Regions from separate parts of the Mus musculus genome. Here region 1 is linked to region 2. A link is a contact called in public promoter capture Hi-C data. All regions are on one chromosome and are shown on one strand. The core of a region is the stretch at or near the end of the contact, and the rest is flanking DNA. Distances in the headings are between cores, read along the strand shown.

Region 1 (2,740 bases), core at 221-2,720, 6.6 Mb after region 2:
TACAAAAAAAAAAAAGAAAAAATTCACTTCTAGTAAAAGGCAGTGGCAGTGAATGGTAGAATTCCTATTTAGGATCTGACAATACAAATTTTAAACAGTAAAGGAAGAAATGTTCAGTAAATTCTAACTAGGATTTTTATATCCCATACTGTCTGATTTCCTTGCTGCTTCAGGTTGCTAACCTGACTACTTTGGCAAAAGAAAAACAATTAGATAATACTTCATCTTAAACACGGACTCACTTCACATACACTGTTTAATACACTGGTTCCCAAAGTATTCCTATCATGCAACTGGTGATTTATCAGATAATTTTACTGGTCCAAAAACAAACATATTATTTGTACAAAAACCTGCAACTCACGTTTTCAGTTGATACTGCTAGAAACTAAAGAGTGTAAATCTGAATAGAACAACTTAAAACTATTAGGAAAAATGGCACTGCAGTTGATAGCGGTAAGCGGTAAAAGGTAACGTAAGCAAAGGTTAATTTGAATTTATGTAACAATCAATGTACCTCCAAGGGCAAAAAGACCTGGTTATGTCCTAAACCTGCCCAGAAAAGTGAATTACCTCCTGTGGGGGTGAAGTCGCCATCTCTGTCTTGTCCAAAAGACGGCAAACTTGCCGCGGGATAAAAGGACCAGTATAAGGAAACATAACTGGCCCTTGGCTGCGCCAATGGGGTTGCAGCGCGCGGGGCACAACCCCCGGGGTTAGAGCCACTTGGAGGAAAAGGCTGAGACACAGTAAGAGGGAATGAGCACAAGAGGACTGACTGCAATCAGACAGAGACACCACCACCTGCCATTCCCCAATCCTGGCCGTGGGGGCAGCTTTCGAGCCCCAGGCGAGCCCTGATTTCCCTAAGCCTTAAGATAACTGCAGGTTCACCCAAGTCCGAAGGCCCAACGTAACGAGTTCAACGTAAGCAGTGCAGAAACCTGAGTCCAGTTTACCGCGCTACATACACCGAATTGGGGAAGAAGGTAAGACCGGCTGGCAGAGATGGGGGATGCTCAGTGGCCCCAGTGGGGACGGAGGAGAGAGCTCGACGGTTCTCGGGAGAAGCGCAAAGGCTAGGAGGCGCGCTGTCTTGCGCGGGAGTAAGACGGGAATCGGGAATCGGTTCCCATTGCCTTAGCGCTACGGCAAAAGAATGGGAGGAGTAATTTTGGGTCCCCCGCACACCCCGTTGCGGTACACTCACCCGCGCCAAAGTCCTTCCGGAAGTCCAAGTTCGAAGATGGCGCCGCCTGTCGGGTCGCGGTTTTATGACGAAATCTTGATCGGCTCTTCCTTGCCCCGCCCCCGAGACAAGGTAAACGCAAGCTTGGTCTGGAACGCGTTTCCTGCCGAGCTTTCTTTTAAACTCTGTGTTCCATAATGCAGCGCGGCGCGGCACTGAGCCCTCCGACGCCCGCGAGCTGGAGCGTGGCTTCCGCGGCCCTAGGACACTGCAGGGCCTTCTGGGAATTTCAGCGACCGGAAGGGGAGGTCGGCGCCTGCGCGGCACCGCAGCTCCACCAGCAGCCTTGTGGAAAAGCATTGAAGAGGAAAGTGTCGCGCTTCTGCTGTCGCCGAGCGTTCCGACCTGCCTTTCCACCCAGGTTGCTGGCTTTGTGGAGAAAAGAGCCTGACCACACCTGATTCTTAACTACAGTCCCGAGCTTCGACGGACTAGGAGACAATCCCTCGCCCCCAGAGATCTCCTGATTTTCTGCTGCCAGTGAATGAGCCAAGACAGGAAGAAAATAAAGAGGAGGGCTTGGAAAGAGGCCAAGGGAAGAAAAGAGCGGGGGGAGCCTAGCCTGGGTGGGTAGGCTGCGCTTTTAAAGAGAGCATCAACCCAGGCCTCACGCCACTCCCTCACTGGGAAGTGGCCTCCGAGCAACAAGGTTTTCAGCCTTTTAAAACCATGTAGCTTTCACAGATCTGCCTTTACCCAGGAGGAGGGCGAATTAAAATGAACCGGAAGAGGTGAAATATGGCAGCTTTCCCCTTTCTAAATAGTCTTGTTCAATTATTCCCTTGGTTAAATCTTTACAAAGAGTAATGGTGCACGCTTATAATCCCAGCACTCCGGAGATGGAGTCAGGAGGATTAGCAGTTCAACGTGATCCATGACTACTTGGAAATTGGAAATCAGCCTGTACTATATTAGACCATGTCTCAGAAAAATGAGAAAGGGAGAAAACAATGGGGCACGTCAACTCCCAGACTAGGTACTCAAGGCTGAAGCAGGAAGATCTCTTGAGCTCAGGAATTCAGGTTCTACCAGGGTAATCCTGTATCCTACCAATTAAAAAAGGAAAAAGGGATTTAGCCAAAATCTGAAAGGAAAGAAAGAGAACACCCAGTTCTCCGACATCCTCTTATGCTCAAATGACAGCATTTTGAATGGCTGTCTTCCTCTTTTAGATAATAGCTCCTAAACATTTTATAGGGAGTAACAGATTTAGTGCTTTGATGAACAACATCTCTTAAAATCCTGCCTCTGGTTAAGTTCTCTTTGGTTTTATCACACAAAAAAATTTTTTTAAAATAACTTTGATTTTGGAAAAAGATTCTCAAAGTTTAAGATACAACAAGTGAAAGCTCTTTTCTTTCTTTTTTAAGATTTATTATTATATCTAAGTACACTGTAGCTGACTTCAGACTCACCAGAATCATTACGGATGGTTGTGAGCCACCACGTGGTTGCTGGGAATTGATCTCAGGACCTTCAGAAGAGCAGTCA
Region 2 (2,700 bases), core at 110-2,609:
CCCCCAGAAAAGACAGCACCATATGGTAGAGCCTGTATACTCACCACCATAGGTAGGAAGAAAAACAGGAAATAGTACAAGTTGCCTTCCCTTTTATTGTCTACTGCAGCACCAACCAAGGTAGATCAAAAACTCCCATCTGTGTTTGCCACTTGAATTCAGTTTCCTTCATCAGTAACAAGTTTTAACTCTATGGGTGTGGGTGTCACCAAAAAGTTTCATGGCATATAAAGACATGTGTCTGTGGGTGCTTTACTCTGTTTAAAAAGATGGGGATGTGAGGACAGCCTGGCCTCAAACCTTCATCTTTTTACCTTAGCCTCCCAAATGCTGGAATTAAAGGCCTATGCATCTGCATCCAGATTCTGATCTTGGCTTCGAAAACCAGCTCAGGAAACTCACCCAACCTACCTCCATCTCCTGTGGTCTCTCTGCCATTGGCCTCCTCGATTTTCTCTTCTGCCACCTGAGGTTCTGTGACAGCATCTCCATTTTCTTCATGTCCCTTTCTGGGTCGCTGTCGGGCTTTGGCAGCCTCCTTCTTTTTGGCTGCCTTCTTCTTGGCCAGGTCGGAAGGCATGGTGATGAGCCACAGGGGTAGTTACAGTCCTTTCAGGAGTCTGAAGAAAAGCAAACAGATACTCCAAAATTCTAAACTTACAGGTAAGAATGTCTGAGTGCTATCCCATCCCTCCTTGGAATTTTCCTATCAAGCCTGTGGTGCCCAACTCTTGTCCCCGCCAACTTTGTCCGGGCTTCTCACACTCTCTCGACCGCTCCTCCAGCCTCATCTCCTCCCTTGGGGTTCGCGCGCCAATCCCCACCGCCGGCTTCACTCGGATGCGCTCTTCCCCCAGGGCCTTAGTGAGGGACCGCTCTGCCCCTCGTCTCCAGTTTCCGAACTTGGCGCTCGCGCACCTCTGCCAGCCGCCTCCTTTTCGGTTCTTCGCCAGGAGTTCGTCCCGGACCTCCCTTCCGTCCCTCTCATCCACCCCACCGACTGCGGCGCGGTTTCTCTCCCGGAACCACGAGTCCTCCCCAGCGGGTCCCTAAGGGTCTCTGCGCTCGCTGCCCCTAACCTCCCCCACACCCCGCTCGCCGGCGTCTCTGCCTGGGCCAGTTCTTTTCCCTTTCGGCCCTTTCCATTCCGACCCTGAGCTCCCTTCCGCTTCTCCTCCCGCTTCCTGCTCACGGGTCCACACTCTCCTCCCCTCCGGCGCCCCTTCCCCCTCAACTCACGGGGCCTCGCCGCTCGGCCTCTGTCGCAACAGAGCTGCTCCTTGAGCTCCTCCGCGTGCGGCCGGCTCCCCAACCAATCACGGCCCCGGGCGGCCCTTGGCGCGCTGCCGCGAGGGCTTCTGGAAAATGTAGTTCTCAAATCGTAAGAACTTAGGGCGGGACTCTCCTCCGGAACTACCACGATTCCCAGGTGTTGCGCCGTTCTAGTGACGGCATCAGAACGCGCGATGATTCTGGTTGGGGGAGGATTAGAGTCCAAGAGGCCCGTCCTACCAAGCCGGTTTGAAGAACTGAAAACTGCAAATCCCAGATTGCTCCTCGGAGAGGTGGGCTGGTCTCCCAAAGGATACCCCACCCCTAGCAGATAAATTTACCAGGCTGCTCTACTGGTTTAACCAGCAGGAAGTGCGACTAAGCTTCCCGGCCAGCGTCCTAAGAGTGCGAGACCAAACAATGAGAGAAGAGAGTTAGAAGGTGGAGGGGAAAGAAGAGCGAGTTGCTGCTGGGCAGGTGGCTCTGAAAGTGAGGTAACCCTTTGTAGACCACGCCAACAGAACTCTGTTCGAGAAAGGCATCCTCGTCTCATGGAACCGAAATTGAGAGCCTCGTCCATCGCTAACGAAACTTTTTGAAAGTGCCAGACGCTGTGCTGAACCTTGGTATCTTAGTCAAGAGTTTCTGGGTTCCACCAGAGCCATGCGAATGTGGTGGAAAAATCTAAAGTATAGGACCACTTTGCTGAGTTTAGCTCTATGGACACTTAGTTGTGACTTGTTTCATTTCCTTTGAGTCTCACTGTCTAAAATCTAAAGCAGACTTAGTGTTAGGAACATTATAAACTAGATCTGTAGCCTCATACACAAAACAACTCTACGACCCTTGCTTGCTACCTGTCCAGGGTCCTGTCCACTGGTGTGTCATCACTGATGACACAGAAGGAAGCAAACTTAGTGCCCCTGAGTGCATTCTCAGAAAGTGACCCCCTTTTCCTCTAAGGTCACCATGTTGCCAAGCTAAATAGAAATTAGGCGTGAAGATCATTGAGGGTGGACATCACAAGTAGCTTCAGAGCCTGCCCCCTGTGTCTTTGGCAGCACACTAATTTTAAGATGAAAACGGGCTAAAGAGATGGCTCAGCAGTTAAGAGCACTGACTGCTCTACTAGAGATCCTGAGTTCAATTCCCAGCAACCACATGGTGGCTCACAACCATCTGTAATGAGATCTGATGCCCTCTTCTGGTGTGTCTGAAGACAGCTACAGTGTACTCATACACATAGATAAATAAATGAAAGAAAAGGGAGGAAGGTAAAAGGAGGCTTTGTAACACACACACACACACACAGCTTTAAAAAAAAAAAAAAAGAAAAAAGAAAAGAAAAAGGAAATCCAAATGGGCCTGCCAATCGCCTAAACAGGAAACTGCGGCTGCTAAGGAAGTTGTCTGTTTCAGAAACGAAGC

What was found. Promoter capture Hi-C pulls out the DNA fragments that hold promoters and counts their contacts.
Region 1: a promoter capture Hi-C map of liver shows a contact between it and region 2, with 2.6 times the contacts expected there. The contact joins the promoter of Gtf3c2 here to the promoter of Abcf2 in region 2. A contact is called at or near these places in 1 of 39 promoter capture datasets (liver) and 1 of 484 Hi-C or Micro-C datasets (CD4 T cells).

The regions. Positions count from the first base shown.
Region 1 is chr5:31,178,674-31,181,413 of GRCm38.p6, forward strand. Gtf3c2 (general transcription factor IIIC, polypeptide 2, beta) reads right to left here and starts at 1,471. Exons shown (of 19, transcript NM_027901.2): 1 at 1,211-1,471.
Region 2 is chr5:24,576,108-24,578,807 of GRCm38.p6, forward strand. Abcf2 (ATP-binding cassette, sub-family F (GCN20), member 2) reads right to left here and starts at 1,360. Exons shown (of 14, transcript NM_013853.2): 1 at 1,240-1,360; 2 at 412-620. The coding sequence starts at 580.